Regions from separate parts of the Mus musculus genome. Here all the other regions are linked to region 1. A link is a contact called in public Hi-C and HiCAR-type data. All regions are on one chromosome and are shown on one strand. The core of a region is the stretch at or near the end of the contact, and the rest is flanking DNA. Distances in the headings are between cores, read along the strand shown.

What was found. Hi-C and Micro-C count contacts between places; a contact is called where the count stands out from the background. HiCAR-type assays count read pairs that join an accessible place to other places.
Region 2: a HiCAR-type map of astrocytes shows a contact between it and region 1, with 2.8 times the contacts expected there. The contact joins two enhancer-like sites. A contact is called at or near these places in 4 of 115 datasets of contacts at active chromatin or transcription factors (astrocytes, embryonic basal ganglia, embryonic stem cells and 1 more) and 1 of 9 other capture datasets (embryonic stem cells).
Region 3: a contact with region 1 is called in a Hi-C map of the N1E-115 cell line, with 2.9 times the contacts expected there. The contact joins two enhancer-like sites. A contact is called at or near these places in 2 of 484 Hi-C or Micro-C datasets (the N1E-115 cell line and stem cell-derived neural progenitor cells).
Region 4: a contact with region 1 is called in a Hi-C map of the N1E-115 cell line, with 4 times the contacts expected there. The contact joins two enhancer-like sites. A contact is called at or near these places in 4 of 484 Hi-C or Micro-C datasets (the N1E-115 cell line, cerebellar granule neurons, stem cell-derived neural stem cells and 1 more), 5 of 115 datasets of contacts at active chromatin or transcription factors (astrocytes, embryonic basal ganglia, embryonic stem cells and 2 more) and 1 of 9 other capture datasets (embryonic stem cells).

What each region holds. Positions count from the first base shown.
Region 1 is chr12:53,585,955-53,591,082 of GRCm38.p6, forward strand. The region is part of intron 3 of Npas3 (neuronal PAS domain protein 3); the gene reads left to right. Among named protein-coding and RNA genes, the nearest start is that of Gm35614, 240 kb to the right of the region's middle. Within about 2 kb of position 1,832, at least 61 of the 459 cell types and tissues checked have an H3K27ac peak or open chromatin away from gene starts, as enhancers often do. A contact at or near this core is called in the N1E-115 cell line, astrocytes and oligodendrocyte precursor cells, where this site is marked.
Region 2 is chr12:54,032,639-54,037,321 of GRCm38.p6, forward strand. The region is part of intron 7 of Npas3 (neuronal PAS domain protein 3); the gene reads left to right. Among named protein-coding and RNA genes, the nearest start is that of Gm35818, 110 kb to the right of the region's middle. Within about 2 kb of position 1,458, at least 36 of the 459 cell types and tissues checked have an H3K27ac peak or open chromatin away from gene starts, as enhancers often do. A contact at or near this core is called in astrocytes and oligodendrocyte precursor cells, where this site is marked.
Region 3 is chr12:53,273,921-53,278,703 of GRCm38.p6, forward strand. The region is part of intron 1 of Npas3 (neuronal PAS domain protein 3); the gene reads left to right. It overlaps Gm51419 (a long non-coding RNA gene), which reads left to right. Exons shown (of 2, transcript XR_003950183.1): 1 at 1-4,783. Among named protein-coding and RNA genes, the nearest start is that of Gm51419, 23 kb to the left of the region's middle. Within about 2 kb of position 2,996, at least 2 of the 459 cell types and tissues checked have an H3K27ac peak or open chromatin away from gene starts, as enhancers often do. A contact at or near this core is called in the N1E-115 cell line, where this site is marked.
Region 4 is chr12:54,058,931-54,063,424 of GRCm38.p6, forward strand. It overlaps Npas3 (neuronal PAS domain protein 3), which reads left to right. Exons shown (of 12, transcript NM_001370962.1): 10 at 3,053-3,200. Among named protein-coding and RNA genes, the nearest start is that of Gm35818, 81 kb to the right of the region's middle. Within about 2 kb of position 2,046, at least 8 of the 459 cell types and tissues checked have an H3K27ac peak or open chromatin away from gene starts, as enhancers often do. A contact at or near this core is called in the N1E-115 cell line, where this site is marked.

The sequences.
Region 1 (5,128 bases), core at 582-3,081:
ATCAGCGACAGCCCATAATATTTTTTCCTGTATTCCTTCGGTAAGTCAAAATGAAAGCAGAATATTTAAACTGTATATTAAATGCATAAAAAAGAATGCCAAGCCTGAAATATAATGATACAAAATAGCCACATATCAAAAATGATATTCTTAGGATCTGTGCAAAACTGACTCCTGATTATTTTCATGCCTTTGCAAATAATATTTAATTAGTAAGATACTTTAGAACTTCCAACTATAAATAACATTTTTATCATAAACTGACCTACTGATATTAAATTGGTACAAAGCTCAAAATCAGTATTTAACATTTAATGGAATGAACAAACTAATTCTGCAATTTAACTCAACATTTGCAGTTCGAAGACTTGTACCCTAATGGTTTGTAATTAATTTTTCTGAAAATCATATTTATGATAGTCTGCAGATTTGAGGCTTTATCTAATACATAATGTTCATTTTGAGCCTTTAATTGCATTTAAATTAAAATTGGCTTAGCAGGAAGATGAATTGTGGGAATGCATCAAACCACCCAGCATGTCCTGAAGATGAGAGCCTGAAAATGCAATTTGGTGGAGATGTGCAGAATCATTTGGAGTTCATTAATTTTTATTGCACAGGTAGTTTTACTAAAGTAGGTTATTTTCTTTGAAATTTATATTTATGTTTATGTCAATAGCTGAATATTGTATTAGCCCTTACATCTATTAGAGTTTATTAACCTGGCCTAATAGAGGTTGTTCATATTGAGAGCATAGATAATTTGTGCTTGTCCCTTATTCAACATCGGTGAGAGTGGTACTGCACAGTGCATTTGGGGAGTATGGAGAGGAGGTACCAGCCACTGTAGAAGGGGGGAGACAAGCCTGTTTGGGTTCCAAGGTTTGTACCCAGCAGATGCGGTTTCTCAAAGATGGCACTCTCCCTCAGAGAGGCGGTGCTCCCTGCCACCCTGAGGCCTTCCAGGCTCACCAACCTTTGTCTCTGTGTGACAGATTTTTCTGACCTGGTCACTACACTGAAAGCTTATCGGCATGTAACTATTTGATGGCTAAATGGTGCCTGAGTTTCATCCAGTCAGTCTGGGAGTGGCTCCCTTAACTTACAGATTACTCTGTGGCTGTCCAATTTCATTATAATGTCATTTGACAATTAAGAGGGAAAAGAGGTTTTTGCATTGTCTAATGAATACAAATTGTCTGCAATTTGAAGATATAAAGAAATAAAAATTAACATTTGTCCTCTTTGCCAGAGAATTTACACTTGTGCAACTGATAGTATAAGTAGAGTAATTCCATTATCTAAATTCATTAAGCACATGTGCTTTTTTATTTTAGATCTTGTATACATTTTGTATATCTTTCTTATTAATAAAAGGATATTTTAGCATTTGCCATCCTGGGCTCATTTTTGCCTTTTATAGGCAGCATAACAAGAGGTAGGAGATGTTGAAGGATTAGCAAGGGCATGTGTGTGTGCGTGTGTGTGCGCTCGTGTGTGTGTGTGTGTGTGTGTGTGTGTGTGTGTGTGTGCACGTGCTTGTGTGCTGTCTTGCTTCATGAAAATCTTGAAAAAGTAGGCCCACTTCTCCATTCTGAAACTCTGCTGCAAGTTCAGTTGCTGGCCAAAGATGATAGAAGCCTTGATTCATTTACCACTCGCCAATCAGGACTTGACAGAGGTATTGCCTATTTTCTCATTTCTTCACTGAAGCATGCTGTTGTAGTTTAGTCCCTAATTACTCTCAGCCTGAGATGCTCCACATATCCCCATGGTGGTAATATTTCCCTGCCTGGGTGAGTCATTATGTTGTTTGGCAGACTGAAACCCCAGCCTTCCGGTGTTGGAACACTACCCCTCGTGTAGTGCCACATCCTTCCCTCAGTGCTGTCTGCTGTGGCACTCTGGCCCTGCTGCTGCGACATTTCAAGCTCTCCTCTACGCAATCACACTTGCCTGCCTTTTCTCTGACTGATTGGACCACTGCCAGTTCCCTCTTCATGGCCAAGGACAGGAGAATGGAAGGGGGGGTTGTCTGAATTGAACTGCTTAATGTCTAATGGACCAGTGCCTCTCTCCTGCTGAGAGAGGGGGCTTATTTGTTTGCTGGTTACAGGAAAGGTCAGGGAAATCCTTTTCAACAAAGGCCGTGACAGTGAGAATGTGCAATGTCATACATTACTGGTGTTTGAATAACTTAATACCTTGGGTGTGCCCTGCCCCCCACCACAAGAAAGCCAAATACTTTGGGATCCTTATTTCATTTTCATTATCCTCCAGATGGTGGAGACTGGAAGTGATGGGGCTTGGGTTCACACAATGGTTTTTACCAAATGCTTCGCAGGTACGCAGTCTGAAGAGTGTAGCGGAGTTTGGAAACGGGTACTGTTTTATAACTATTTAAAGTAACATACAGTATAGACACAGCCATACACACACACACACACACACACACACACACACACACACACACACACACGCGCGCGCGCGCGCGCACGCACCTTCAGGGAGAATATATCATCCGAGAGGAAATTGTCAATTTGTCACTTCTGATTTAATGACATCTTTCTTAAGTACTTTCCTAGGCCCCCTTTCATCTGTTTGCACTTGAAAAGAATAAACCCACAAATATCTCTTTCGCACAACATGTTTGAAAGGTTTTAACAGAAGCATTTTTTTTTAAGTTAGGATAAACATGGAAGCGCGTGCGGCAGTAGTTGCTCTGGCTGTGATGATGCGCAGGTTCACATTTGATAAAAATGTTCTCATTGGTGTACACCTGGCATTTTCTTTTATATCCTTGGTAAACAGTGCTAAGAATTGTGAAGTGGTTCCTTCGACGGAGAGAGATCAATTATAAAAGGAGAAATCACTGCAAGGAAAACACCCTCCAACTTGGATGAGCCAGCTGTCTCTCTAGGGGAAGTTTGGTGAGAAATTAACTGCCTAGCATAGATTCGAATAAAGCCATTGAGTCGACAATTTCTAGGAGTGCCTACATCTATTGAGATGTTTATTTAAACAAAGAAATCATCAAACAATAGTTAGGAGGAAGTTGGTTTTCTTTTCTTTCTCTTTCCTCTTTTCTGGAAAAATGAACTGAGGAGGCAGGAGAGGCTAGACCTCCGTGTCACGGTTCACCTGCCCTGGAGGTAGAGCGAGGAGCCTGGCAGCCTGCTCACTCAACTGTACTTGACTAAGCCGTCAGCCCCTCAGCTTTCACAAGCATTGAATATGTCAAAAATCTTTCAGGGAAAGTGTACGTTTTAACTGGGCTGTTTCTGGTTCCTATTTAATGTTGTTTAAGAAGCTTCAAGTGTGTTGATGACCAAGAGGCTCCGTGTGTGGGCTGTGTGGCCAGGCTGAGCTGGGGTAGGTGTGAGATTCCAAGCAATTAGGGTATGATATTTTCAGGCTCAGCACAGGTAATTCTTAGGTTCCTGAGAGGATTAGAGTGTTTTGTAAAATGGCCTGAAATTAACCCTTTCTTCTAATGGGCCATAATGGCCCAGTGAAGCAGTGAAGAGCAGACATTTTTTTTTTTCTCTGCTAGGCATAGTACCCACTTGAAAAGAAACAGCCATTCTGGCGAGTTTAACCGTTGATTTTCTTTAGCAGACTCTACGTTTACTGCCTAATTTTTGTAAATGGACTGCGAAATGCTTTACAAGAACAAATTATTACTGTGATTAACATGGTGATAATTATTTTCTGTGGCTCTGCCATCTCTTGGCACATTAAAGGCTAGCACACAGCTTTCTGCAGGGATGGGAGGAGTCATCTCCCTACAGAGGGAGGCAGACTCCTCGGCACCCAGTGTCCCTGCTGAGTCCCAGTAGTGTTTGATCCATGCAGAGCCATTGCCTGCACGCCTTGGCTATGATCCTGGTTGGTTTTGCTTTTACAGATACATGTTGAGCCACCCTAATCTGAAAACTTAAAATCTGGAAGGCTCCAAAGCCCAGAATTGGGTGTGGTCTGTCACTCAAGAGCTTTCTTTGGATTACAGAGCATTTGGGATATCAGTCTTTCTGCCTGAGATTGTTGTGAAATAGTGAAGTCTATATAAATACTCTAAAACTTAATTTAAAAAAATTCTCAAATCTGAAACTACAAATACTTTTGATCATAAGTATTTTAGAAGTGGTGTTCTACCTTTATGAGAATAATGAAAAAGATGTAGCCATAAAGATGTTTTGAAATATGACATTTGGGTTAGTTGGCCAGATCATTTAGCAAACAGGTAGAGAAGTAAGGAGTAATGTTCATGTCACACCGTCTGTGGGATTTAGAGATGTTAAATGATGTTTAAGAAAGGTCGTGCATTCTGGACATCTGGACCTCTGTCCTAAGTCTTTGCTGACGTCATTGGCTTCAAGCTAGCATCTTAAAAATTGTGTTTAAAAAACAATTTATCCTCAACAACAAATGTGTTCATATAAACTTATTTCCAGAGAATAGTGGGGGAATTTCCTGTATGAAAAGAGGGAAGGGGGAAGAAATTTGATTTTTAAAAAACAATTAAAGAGGAAGACAGACCCTCACATATTGAAGACCAGATTCTGTAGTCACAGAAGGTGGCAGAAATGCTAAGTGCTTTTCACAGTCAACATTCAAACAGATTATCAGATGGTATACTTCACCCTGTTGTTACTTTAAATGAAGTGACCATGAAATCAACAAATCTGCTGTCAGGTGCCTGTCACTAAGGTAGCTCTTCCTGTCACACAATGGCTCACATAGCAGGTAATGTGTTTTTAAGAATCAGTCCTGTGTCACCTCATCAAGTCCCTGTTAAAAAGATGAAATAAGACGGATGGTGTTATGTACCATGGAGTTGACTGAAATTCAACAGAAGGAAATATGCAGTCCAGGAAGAAATACATCCCTGAAAGCAACCTTGGCCGTGGCGAAGAGCTCTGTCTCACACAGCCCGAGGTGCTCCTGCTTGTGTTGCTAGGCTCACTAGACACTTTGGGGCCTTCATTTCATCTAGACTTCAGAGCAATTAAACCAAACATTTGAAACCAGGGATAAGGAATGGGTAACTTCAGTTTGTACCAACTAGCATAGATATTTCCTGTATAAAGCAGGCTTGGGCTCCTTAAACCACACTTCCTTTCCTTAT
Region 2 (4,683 bases), core at 208-2,707, 450 kb after region 1:
AAACGATGTCTCCTTTCAGCTCTGGGCTGTGCATCTCTGTGCCCCAAGCCTTGTTTTAAGCCTTGCTATAAAATGGAAATCCTGATAAAGACATAGAAATAGCAACGGAAATCAGCAAGACGGGGGAAAGTGCTGTCGCTGCTGACACTCCACCCTCATCTATTTAAACAGCTTCGGAAAAGAAACTGCTAGAAGCTGGTTAAGGAGTTTCCAAATGTGTGACTGTAAATGACTATCTCTAATCATGGCTGAATAAACCAAACGCAGCAAATGAGCTGGCGGCTCACACAGAAGGCCCGAGACTGTTGGAATTGCATCTGCTGAATGGATAATGACCCATGTCAGTGCATGGGTCTTTGGAAAGTTAAAGTCCTAAGTTTGATCAATTCGTTTATATATGTACACAGACAGAGAGGCTGACAGACATGTGTGTACATGTACACACACACACACGTATATATTTAGGAAAAGAATAGAGGAAAATGTCCTCTGACATTTCATCCTGAATTGGTAGGGAAAGCACTGGGCAAGTAATTACTGGGTTTGATCATTAAGGAGTGTTATATCTAAATTCGTGGAATACTGGAGTTTAAAACTGACCTACCTGTTTGCTTTAAACAACTTTAACTATCAAGCATAAACATTATTACTTATGTTTTTCCTTTAAGAGGAAAATTTAAAAACTCCTCCTCCTGAGGAGACTGCCCTCCACTGATGGTCAGCTTGGCTGTCAAGTCCATGTGGCTAACTCTTTTTAATTCTCTAACTTCTATAACTGAGGGAGAGAAGAGCTGGCGACACTCGGTATCTAAATCATCTCTTAACGTTTTCCTTTCTGGTCAAAACACACGCGTTATCATCCCATAGTTCTGTATGATGAAGGAGGGGCAGGACACGTGCCCTTTTGTGAGGCCACCTTCATGTTTCCTCTTGGCTGGGACTGCTGTCTTCATGCAGGGAGCACCTCTCGGCTGGCTTTGAACATTCATTGGCTTTGTTATAGTTTAGAACATCAATATAAAATTCTGCTAGCAAACTTGAGACAAAAATAAGAGATGCAGAATATGACTGGTTGTTGAACTCAGGAAATGTATGCCGAATGTAGCAAGGAGTTAATCGAGGGCCAGGAACATACCCTTGCCTTTGTTTCTAGCCAAACATAGAATTTATTAGATCTTTCCCAGTAAGCTATGAGCCTATGGGTTCCAAAGACAGTGTATCACATATCATAGCATCTCTCTCTGAGAAGTAGAGCAGGAGGAGGAAATAGGAAGCCAGTTTTCATCCCTTGCCTGGCATGAGACTTGTTCCAAATCTTCTTTGTTTCCCAACATGGTTGGAAGATACAATCGAAGCCTGTTATATTGAGAAGAACTGCCTCTCTGCCCTGTCAGTGGCGCTAAGCCACCAGGGGTTCTGGGGGGCCAGGAAGGGTGATGCCCATCCTCCACACCAACTGACAGGGGATGCGAAACTTGCCCTCTCCTACAGCACAATGGTGCTCTGTCCTTCTCTAGGAGACTTTAATATAGTAACTGAATCAGGTGAAATTTGATCAGATGTGTACAGCTCCGTCTTCTCACTTTGCCACATAACAATTTATAGAGGTGTTTCTACCATGGTCCTGTTTTATTAAATGATATTTGAAGTGTTCCACTCTCAGAGAAAATGTGGTTTATATCCTTGGCATACATTTACATAATCTCGTTAAGGAGATCTGGCAGCTTAGTTAAACTATCCCAATAAAAAATATATATATCTTATCTTTGGTAGAAGAAAGGCTGTTTTCTCCAGAGGGAACAAGAGGCAGATATGGGATCTGGGCCCATTTTGAGACCTTTGGCTCTAGTTATAGTTCTGTTTTCCATGTTATGTATTTGAACTTTGTTAAAAGAGATAGATGAGGAGTAACTTATGTTTGGAGGACCCAGTCATGTAAGGAGAGGATGCTCTATCTAATGTATATTAAATGTGGATTTTAAAAGGGAATTTTTACTTGTTGCCTTAGAAAATATTTCTATTAAAAAAAAAATAAAACAAGGGTGATGAATTACCAGCAATCTCTCAGCTCCCCCGCTGGAGCCATCAAATTAAGGGTTAACCTCCCAGGATCCCCTGAATTAATCAGGAGCTGAGCCAGCGGCAGGATGGGGAGGGGGAGGGGATTGGCAGAGCTCAGCCTCCCCCAGGAGGCTCCCAGCACAACAGAGCAGCCCACTGTGGTATAGCCACTGAGAAGGCAGACCCTTTCACAAAGAAAAAAGCAAGCACCGGAAGCCTGTCTCTAGCCCCCTCACACACACACTCCCCCCCACACACACCCCACCCCACATCCCACCCCTGCACCAGCTCAGGCCTCCTGCCTATCAGGTGCCAATCCTCCGTTGTCTGGGAACCAAAAAGCACTAGGTCTGACTATTTTTCAGTACAGAGTTCATTGTAAATACATGCTTTTCTTTTTTGGAAGTCAGGCTATGCGTGCCCCTGGGTGGCCTTTTTAGGCTCCATGGGCTCATCCAGCTCTCTGTGGAGAGAAGCCTTAGCTGGGTGGACAGTAAGGCCTGCCAACCTCTGCCATACCAAGCAGCAGGGAGAGCCAGTGCCCCGGACCTCCTGAGAGACAAAGAATCTAAAGTGGTAGAGATGGGGCCTGGGAATCCGCCTTCCTTACAAGCTTTCTTTTCTCGTGGCACATACAATTTTAAGAACCACTCATTCCAGAAGCTGTTTGGGCTGGTTGGTTTAAACAAAACCCCTGCTATCGCCATCAGTTACTTCATGGTTTCTAAAGAGCTCACTCTATGAGCTCTCCCTCTGCAACCTGGCCTTTGAATCACATTGGGTATCTGTGAGAAAGAGTACCGATGCCCATGCTCACACACATCTCTGTCCCAGTGGGTTACCCTTCAGGACCCGAGCACCTCTGGTGAGAACTGAAAGACTCCCTCTTCCTTCCCTTCGTGCTGCTATCTACAGCTTGAGATACCTTATAGCAGCAGCGTTCCAGCTGTGTCTGCTTCCTGCTTCCCTTCCGTGGCTCACAGTAATCAGATAAGCATCATACAGTACGCTCCTGTGGCATCAAACTTCCTCCTTACTCACCTCCATCCAAATCTGAAAGGATGTAGAAAACTAACACTCCCCACATAGTTATAGCCCTTCCCCTTGGCAAGACTGACTTCTGTCAGCATTCATCTCTCTTAAAGCGCTGCCCTCGTGCCCAGACTTCTTCTTCTCTTCCCCACTACTATTGAGCCCACCTGAAGCTCTCCCTACAATCTGTACCCAGTATCAATAACCCTGTGACTTTAAGGAAGACTCAGCATCCCCTGAGTTCACAGACACCCTTCATGCCTACCCAGTGACATTCCAGGACCACCTCTACTCTTGAACATCTTCCCTTGGCCCTGGAAGAGATCTGCCTTATATTTCCTCCCAGCCCATAGTTCATTTCCTCTGAGTCATCTCTGCACCGTCTTGCAGTGCATCTGCATCTCTGCACAGTCTTGCCACCTTCTTGAAAAGACAGTCATCTGCACTTGAAGTCCTACTGTAACTCGCATCAAATCCACAGTTTTAGTTTGAAAGTCTGCTTCTAAAACTAAACTCTGAGATCTTGCAAAGAGGAGGGGAAATGGCATCCTATAACCTGCCTCACCAAGAGTCTAAGGGTTCTGGGCTCTCTTCTCCATGCTGTAGGCTTCTTCTATAAAGAGATCTGGTTTCACCTAGGGCTCAGAGGGTAAGTTGTTGCTTAGCTGTTTTTCAGGCATTGTACAAGGACCTTGGTGGTAGAAGTTAGAGATATAGAAGATCTTCTCAAGTAGTTTCCAACCTATGAATATAGCCTCAATACTCAAAAGAACATTCCAGAAGAATTTGCATGCAATGATATCTACAAGGTCAATATTATTATGCTGATGAAAATTAAGTGGTTGTGCTCTGGGCTAGTTATTTTGGTTCCAAATACACGGCTAAGCTCTTATCTTTCTCAAGTTTGGGGCCACCTCAAAGCCCTCCTCATTTAAATAACCAGCTGACTATCCCTCTAAGCTACTGGTTTGATATAATCTATATTCTAAACCAGACTTCTACACAGGAAAGAAAAGAAACCAGAGTGCCAGAAGCAGCTTAGTTTTATGACAAATTTAGGCTCCCTTAAAGGACAAGTAAAAATCTCTTAAGATGTTCTAAACCCAGAGACGCCTATAGCCATGTCTGTCCCCTACCCGTTCTCATGCTCTACTGTGCTTTACATCCGGTGGCAAACAACATGAGCACTTCCATTTGATAACGTAAACGTCTCCTAATATTAGAAGCAAGATCTCTTTCTAAAAGAGAGGAGCCTATCTTCCAGATGTGGTTTCCGTGTGGACCTTCTTCCCTTGAGTACTGACAGGGAAGGTTTTATCAGGGTCTTGCAACAGGCTTGTTTATAATGAGACACTATTGAGGAATGTGTGTGTCACTAGGAGGCAAATGCAAGGAGCATACAGCAGGGAAAGAACCGGCCGTGTGTCCAGGCAGTGTGGCTCTTAAGCTCTCCCATGTTCTGCAGAGTCATTTACAGCACGGCATACAGCTCTCATCAAGGAAGGCTACATACTGGACCATGACTTTTTTCACTTTGGGAAAAGCAAGCAGTGACAATTTGCCTGGTTTTATTATGATGGTGGGAATTCA
Region 3 (4,783 bases), core at 1,746-4,245, 310 kb before region 1:
AGGTCTTAATCAAACCTTCAAAGGGCTGGAGAGATGGCTCAGTGGATAAGGAAACAGGCTACTCTTTCAGAGGCTCTGGGTTCAAGTCCCAGCACCCACACAACTACAACTGTAGGTCCATTTCCAGGGAATCCAATGCCCTTTTCATCCCTTCACTGGCAATGTACACATGAGATGCACAGACATGTGTACAGGCAGAACACGCAAAAACAAAACCAAAAACAAATAAATCAACTCTACTGCCACGTGTAGGACACTTCCTGAAGGGTTATTGGTTCAGGAGGCTGAAGAGGCTCCCAAAACAATACAGGCTTTTGCGGTCCTCTGTTTGTCCACCAGAACTAGATGCTAACATAAAAATTCAGAAGTGATCGTATTTATAGAAATAGTGGTTAGAATATGAACAAGTTGACTCATAATGTTCAAAACATTATTTTCTCCAACTAGGAGCAATACTCCCATTTTTTTTGTATCACTTTGTACTGTACAGAAATTTGATGCACATTTTTTAATTTGGCGTTTGCTAAATGTTAGGTTGGGCTAAGAATGATCTTTCTTTGACTCGAACTAGTCTTTCTTTTTTCTTTTAAACATTTTTTAAAAAGAGTTATTTATTTATTTATTTATTTATTTATTTATTTATTTAATGTATAGGAGTACTCTGTCATTCTCTTCAGACACACCAGAAGAGGGCATCAGATCCCATTTATGGGTGGTTGTGAGCCACCATGTGGTTGCTGGGATTTAAACTCATGACATCTGGAAGAGCAGTCAGTGCTCTTAACTGCTGAGTCATCTCTCCAGCCCCCATCAAACTAGACTTTCAGGTTACAAGTTATTGTGGTCACTTTTAGATGCAGATGATGAGGAATACAAAGTATACTGACTAAAATTCCACAGCTAGGGAGTCTCCTAGTCATGATTCCATTGCAGGTGTCCTGGGCACCATGTCCTAGCTTCAAGTCTGACACTGGGATCATCTTCTCTATGCAGAAGTGCTGGATTTCGCCTCTTCCCCCATTATTAAAAAAAAAAAAAAAGCAATATTTTTCTGAAAATTTTACACATGTATTTCATATATATAAATATATGATATATAATATAATATAGTTTATATACATACATTTTATACATGTAAACAACATATCTTTGTCATACCCACTCCTCATCCCTAGAATCTCACCATTACATCTCCCTCCAAATCTCATGTCCTCCTACTTAAATGAGTCAGTTAATTAACTAACTAGTTTATTTATTTAAATCCACCAAGTGCAGCCAGTGCTGTTCACATTTTCATAGATATGTGGTTATCCATTGGGATGTGGCTAACCATTACTTTTTAAAAAATGATTTTATTGAGGCAATTCTCCTAGTGTTCTTTGGTTGGCCTCGAATTCCCGGGCTTGAGTACCCTGTCTCACTCAGTGTCCTGAATTCTGAGCCCATAGATATGCGGCACTGTGACTGATGGAGGCCCGTCCCTAGAACTTTGGCCATTTCTTTAAATTAAAAACAATCCACTTGTTACATTGGAAAACTTGAGATATCTCAATGAAGATATTTAACATTCCATATGTATAGAGGGAGCTTAAAGATTTAATGGTCATGTCTGTTATAAGCAGATAGCCTATTTATTCTGCCAGAGAAGGTTTGTGTATTTTAAAAGGTGCAATTAGAAAAACAAAACAAAAACAAAAACAAAAATATAAAGCAATGACAGTTTCCAAAACAAAATCGACTATTAAAAAATTCAATGTACCTACTGTCAAATGCAAATGTATACAAATGTTTTGATGTGACCATTGGTATTAAAATTATGGAGGAGATTAAATGTCTTACATACATACTTTATTGCATCAGTTAATTTATCAGTTTTATTCTTGAAATATAATTATAGATTATAGATTTTCTGAGTCCAGCAGTAGAGATTACTATGGAACAGTTCTATGCTTTAAATCACATTTGCTGGCTAAGAGAGTTTCTGAGGGGTGGGACTCTGCCTGTACCTCCTGGGGTGGTTCAGACTCAGGGTCTCAGGGTCTCAGGAGGCTGCAGTGCTCTCCTCTAATGAGGTTCAGTGGGTGTGGTGATTGACAGTCGTGCCTGCCTGTGGTTGTTCCTTGGTAGTCTCAATTCTTTACCTCCTAGGTCTCTCCACAGGCTTTCCAAGTGCCCTCAAAATGGCACTAGATTGGCATCAGAGTGAGCAAATGAAAGGGAGGGAAGAGAAAAGCAGGAAGGAGGAGGGAGGGGAGAGATGTAGGGAGGAGCTGGGGAGTGAGTGAGGAAGAGGGGGGAGATCCAAGTAGAAGCTGTGGTCCTTTGAAACTCCATCTTGGGCATCTTATAACATATTCTCTAGTCAGAGGCTGAGCCTGGTCTAGTGTGGGTGGAAGATGACAAAGCATACGGAGTGTGAATGGCTAAGAGGTAGAGATCACAGGGGACCATCTTCAAGACTGATTACCACAAGTGTGTCCTCAGAAGAAAATTGTGTTGATTAAACCCAAGGGTCTGGAGAAACACTGATCATACTGTACTCCACACACAAGATACATTAATACAAAAAGTCTGGGGCTCAGGAGATCCTTGTGGATAAATGCTTGCCTTGCACATGTGAGGGGTTTGGCTCTCCAGAACTGGTATAATGTCATGAGGGCATGGGATCTACCTGTACAGGGCAGACCCTGGATCCCAGGAGAATTCTGGGTTCCGTTGAAGGACCCTGTCTAAAAGTATATGATGGAGAGCTTTTGAGAAAGAAAGAATCCCAGTGTCAACCTTAGGCTTCCCCACACGGGAACACACACATGCACATATGTGTCCCCCCTGCCCAACACATACACATTCACACCACAATACACACACGCATACACGAAAAAGCTTAAACTATCATCCCACCCTCTACATGTATATTGCTTAGTGATTTTAAAAGTTGAATTGGCACATGCATATAGAATTTGTTGCATCAGACTGAAAAAGCAATTGTTAATGGGGGAAAACAAAGAGTTCTAAGCTCAAACGTCTGCTGTACCATGGCTGAAGCTCAGTGTTCCTATCTATATGTAACACAAGACAAAAGAATGCAGCTTAATCGTGTTATGAAAACTCTGGCCCGGTGGGGAAATTATGCACAGGGAGTTAGGATTATAGATGACTATGCAAATATTTACCTGTAGAAAACTTTCTAGAAAGATATATTTAAAAATTAATGTTCTGTTATGGTTCAGAAAAGAATACCAGGCACAGTAGCCCTATGTACTTAAATCTGGCTGAAAGCAGACCTTGGGGACAGGACCAGAAGATAGTGTAGTGAGGCTGAGGATTACATAGATTAATATTTCAATTGTATTTTATCTAATAATAATCCAAATATTTTGATCTCTATTGTTTTATGAGCGTATTTGGAATAGTAGGGACAAATTTATGTTTCCAAAACTAGGTTAGATAGAGACTAGGACATTAATAAAATGCTTTTAATGTCAAGGAAATTATAAACAAGAATCAGAAGCTGTTACTGGGCAAGCAGGTGAACTTGGGTTCTCCCTCCCACACGCTGGAGTTTGGTTAAATTAACACCTGTGGAGTGAGAGTTGTTGGAGGGAAGTGCAAGGTCGTTACCATTTTTGTTCTTGGCGCCTCTCATCCTTCTGTTAACCTCAAGCTCTGTGGCTTGGTTGATTTCCCAACCCAGACACCTGACGTACCATGTCCATTTTGTACAAACTCTCATGGTTTCCTTTCACTTCTGCAAATGGTTGTTTTTGCCGGATTTTTTCATTGCTAGTGAAAACATACATCCAGGCAGCTTCATGCAACTACAATGACTCCGTTGTAGTCAGGCCCTCTGAAACCAGGTGACACACACTGGGCAGCTTAAACAGTGTAGCTTTTGGGCCATCCTCAAGGCTGTGTGCCCCGGATGTAAGGACCAGCGAGACTGGCTCTTTCATAAGGCTACCTGGGAGATGCATTTTCATTATCTGTCTTCGTGTTTAGTGATGGGCTGATATTTTTCTTTGGTTCCTTGAGGTACCAAAATGACTACTTCCATGTTCACATGGCATTTATGTATATGAGGCTCCATTTGTCTGTTATATTTATGCATACATTTTTCCTTTGTATTAATATATAGTCCATATTGTTTAGGACCCCTGTCTCAATTAGGGTTTCATTGCTGTGAAGACACATCATGACCAAGGTGACTCTTCAAAGGACAAGATTTAATTGGGGCTGGCTTACAGGTTCAAAGGTCCAGTCCATTATCATCATGGCAGGAAGCATGACAGTATCCAGGCAGGCCTGGCACTGGAGGAGCTGAGAGTTCCACCTCTTGTTCCGAAGGCAGATAGGAGAAGGAAGACTGGCTCTCATATGTTTATGAGGATATGGTCTCATTGCCCACCACCTCAGCGACACACTTATTACAGGACCACACCTCCTAATAGTGCCACTCTCTGGCCCAAGCATTTTCAAACAATCACAACCCCAGTTAATAACTGCATTTTAACTGTATTCGAAAATGCTATTTCCAAATAACATTTGGAAAGCACTAGGAGGTTAGTGGTTCAGCCTATTTGAGGGGGGTTATGGGAGGGAGAAAGACTCAGTAGATAAACTCACCCTAAGACCAACACTCTTATCATCCCAGAAGTGACCACTTGCAGGGGTGTCCTATCCGCTGTGCCTCAGGTCAGTCGTGATGTGATGATAGCAGTTGCTGAAGTCTTCTTTTAATGAAATGAATATACACTTTCAGAATCAGTACTGGAGGTTACATGGA
Region 4 (4,494 bases), core at 796-3,295, 470 kb after region 1:
AAAATCTCTTTCAAACTGGCACCAACATGGCTTTTCTTCTTGAGCTGATTAGGGCCACATGAGCTCAGGAAAAGCTGTCAGATCCTGCCTCTGGCACAGCTGGAATGATCCAAATGATTTGCCAGTATGATTTTTTTTTCCAAGAAATAAGCTTCATCCCAAAGTTATAAATTTATATTCTGTAAGAAGTTAGAGCAAAAAGTATCCCTGATTCAGTATGAAAGAAGGCACTCTGGGAACTTCTTTTATATGAACTTAAAAACAAAAGGAAACTTAGGTAATATTTTGGTCAACATTTCATTCCCTCCTGAAACTACCATCAGATCTTCTCTGTGGATTCCAACGGTATATGGAGGTCCCGTTTAGAAAACACCAGCCCTTGAGTTGTCACTGAAGACCATGTGAAGATGGTGACCCTGGCAAATTCTGTTAAAGACCAGTCCAGGGAACAATTATGACCCAGAGACTGCTTGTCTTCAGTTGTGCACTATGACCTCTGAAACCTGTGCCATTCACCAGTGACCCAAGAACAGCCACAGTGCTGAGCGGAAGAAATCCTTGTGTTCAGTCCTTCACCTGGCCTCCTCTTCACATCAGAAGTCACCTGTCTGCCTCTTTGTCATTCAGGAATGTATTCTTGGCGAGGCATCCCTGAGCCTGGATTTAATGAAAGACTGAATTAATGTATTCATGGACCCTAATAAATTTGTATTTATCTTCTCAGCAAATGCCCTTTAAGCAGACCAAGCCCTCCTCCCTCGTTGTCTAAAGACAGCATTGCATCAGCTCTTTGTATTAGAAACGTGTTTATCTGAAAACTGTCAGGAAGGTTGGTGTTTTTAAGTGAGGAGCCGCATGGGGGGTGGAGTGGTCATTCTGTTGATTCTTTACATTCTAACTTGATCTTATTTGTTTCTTCGATTTAACCCTCTCAGTCTCTATATTCTAGAGTTGGTGTTTTCTGTTGTTTGTTGCCTGTTCTGGGTTCCACTCTGGTTCAGATTCTCCACCCAAGAAATGCCAGCCTTGCTCGCCAATTCAATTTTTTTTTTCACATGATTCTGCAAAAAGGTTTTTTTTTAGTCTTTTTGTCTTTGTTAAAAATACTAAAACCATTAGGAATCATCCTTTACTCTGCTTAGAAAGCACATAGAAAGAACTATGTCACCAACCAGATTGGAGTGTGGTGATTTCCTCTGCATAGACTTGCGCAAGCCACTGTCCTCAGGTAAAAGTCACCCAGGCCCAGCAGCTCTGAATGAGAGCACCCTGTGTTGCATGCCACGGCGGTTTAACAGGAGAGCCGTGTGGTACGCCTGGCAGTTCACCACTTTCTGCCTCCACTAGGAGTTTGGTAGCCTGGAAAGCCATGCATACAGAATGGCAGAACTTACTGTCACCAACAAAAGGAGGGCACAATGCTACCTGTGGAAGTCCACCACCAAGGGCAGGTGATGGCCCCCCAGCCTTCCAACGCCCTGCATTGGGTAGTAGCTTTAGAACAAAACTTGCCCCTGTGTGAAGCATTTATTAGGGCTTTTTCAAGCAACAGTGAAGACATAATTATTAAATTTTACAACCATTCATTTAACATATCGTGAGAAAAAAGGGGGGAGAATGGGAGAAAAACATGAAAGTCTGTCCACTATGGATGCAGAACGTAGGGGTTGATTAGTGGCCACTCTCAGATGAAGGAAGAGGTTCACCCGCCTGGAATGTTACTCTTTCCCACAGTGACTCCCTTTTTCCATCCACCCCCCCCCAAAAAAAAATCAAAATGTACTTCATGAAACTATTGTATATGAAGCACTTATTAGCCGTAATTAAATGGACAATATGAATTTACTACGTCTTTAGGACTCTGGCTTGTTCTGGTTTAGAGCAAGATGATTAATGCAAATACATATTACTTGAGATAACCATTTAGCAGCTAATTTAGCCAAATTTATTACAGCAGTTAGAGGTTTTTCATTTTAGCAGACGGAGACAAGGACATGCCAAAAGTGGGGCATGTAGACGAGTGCGCACTGCCCTCTAGTGGCCGGCAGGCTGGTGAGCTTTTGTGGGGGCGTGAGCAGTGGTCTCCACGTCCTGAAGCAGAGCCTTCCCTGCATACTCTCAAACCATTCCCCTCCATAGCACTTTATTTAGGGGGTGATTTACTACAGTTTCCCTTTTTACTAGCTCAGGAGAACCCAGATACAAATCAAATCTATTTCAACTTGGCAAGATTCTGGTTAGACTATCATTTTTAAACATCTGCATTTTAAAGCTCTCTTACAGTGGGTATTTAAAGGCACCGGTTCACATTCCTGATTGTTTTTACTTGTTCCATCATTTTGTGCCATATTTCAGCGTCTGGCTGGAGCTGTCACTCTGTTTGGCTCAAGTCAAGTCAGTGCTGTGCCTCTCTCTCTTAGGCCAGTGTCTCTCTCTGACTCAACCCGGGGATATATTTTGTTCCAACCTTCAGCTGTCTCACCACAATTTACCCTGGCTGACCAATGTAAATTTACTTCATCCAAGGACTATAAATTCTGTAGGACAAGATCAAAAGGAACGGATGGCTAAGGACACGGGTTTGATATTGCTCAGGCTGAAGGGAAGTGATCAAAGACGGGGGGGGGGGGGGGGAAGGCATCTTCAGAACCATTCAGATAACCAGAATCTCAAGGAGGGCAACTCGGAGGAGCTATGCATAAATCAGGCAGAGATTTGCCTTTCTTACCATCTGATGTTAAACCCACCGACAATATCCACACCACATTAGGTGTGCTCTGAGCCAAAAAGATTAGTAGCCCTTTTATTCTTCCTTTTCCACCACGGCTGCCCAGAAGGGAATATAGCCTCACTACAGATGCCAGGAACCCCAGCTAGGCAGCTGCTGCTCCAATGAGATGTTGATTTCATTTGTGCTAATAGCATCTTAAGTCAGGCATACGCTGGGCTCCCCAAGCTTTGGTCTCAGGTTGGGCAGAAATGAAAACCGTTCTATGCCCCATCTTAATACTACACCTTCTGTTTTGTTTTATCTCTCTTTACCCTACCCCAGTGCTGAATAAGGGTCAGTGTGTGACCAAGTACTACCGCTGGATGCAGAAGAATGGAGGCTACATCTGGATACAGTCTAGTGCCACCATAGCTATTAATGCGAAGAATGCAAATGAGAAGAACATCATCTGGGTGAATTATCTTCTTAGGTACCTTTTCCATTACATTTCTCTCTCGTTATAAACTGCATGCACTGAGGCTAATAGCCGGCAGGTCATGAGCACTGTCTTCGGACAGGGACAAGGACAGGCAGGGTGCTCTGCTTCCTGCAAGATTCAAAGAAATGGGAGATGATCAAAGCCCACTAAATCTCAGATTGTCAGTCTTTGGGCAGCCCTGTCCCCAGAGCTGCTCTCCTTCCTGGGACAAGTTCCACCCAGAGACATTTGCCTAAAGCTGCTGCATCCTAGAAATCATCTCCTTATGCCCCCACCTTTGCCCTTGCACTCTAGTCCCTGGGGAAGCAAACAGAGCCAGAGGGGAATAGCACGGACCCTTTGCTTCCTACGCATTCCATCGTTTTGATCTCCTCAACCTTCTGCACAGGTATTTGTTCTCTGGATACTCAAATTTTGGTAAGCAAGATGAGCCACTTTGCCAGAGCACTGGTAATCTCAGTGTAATTAAAATAATAATAATGACGACAACGACGACGATGATAGTAACTCCTTTGCCTGCCACTCTGGGCTTTTAGTCAAGTTTTATGTTTTTAAACTTTGTATCATAGCAGTCCAAATTCAACTGCTTCCTAAATGCTGGTACAAGGTACCTTTTCCTTCCCTTTCCTTAAGTCTGTTCTTCAACTGAGATTCCAACAAGCCGTAAAGTGACTGGATGGCTTGGGTTTGAGGGCAAGCCTTCAGGAACGTTCTCTACTGGTCTTGTCACAGAGCTATCACGGCACTTGGCTCCCGCCCACCACCGTAATTCCACTCTTAGGCCTCTGTTGTCCTAAAGGCACCAAGCAGGATCCACATGTGCACTGACTAGAAAACCTTCCAGTAGAGCTAATGAATGGAAGTTGGTGCCCTTTGGCTGATAATTTCGACAAAGGCTACCTGAGTCCCATTTCTCTTAGAGACAGCCGAATGGGGCTGGCCGCAGTGTTAACAAGCAGAACTCATCAGCACACCGGCCCTTCAGTGCTCTGCACACTTTGGTGATGGCTTGGAGGCATGAATGTGCTTGCTTTCTACACCATATCAATCAGACGCTAATGATTATTGCTCTAGAGAGGCCTTAATGGATGCCACTTACGAGGGTTTTCATCTATCTGCTTTCTTGTTTCCTTTTTTGACCTCTTCTGCTATCCTTTCTCTCTAAAGGTAAAAGTGTATGTGTTGTTTGTTTTGTTTTGTTTTGTTTTTTTGAGACAGTGTGTAGCCCTAGCTGTCCTGGAACTTACTTTGTAGACCAGGCTGGCCTCGAACTCAGAAATCCACC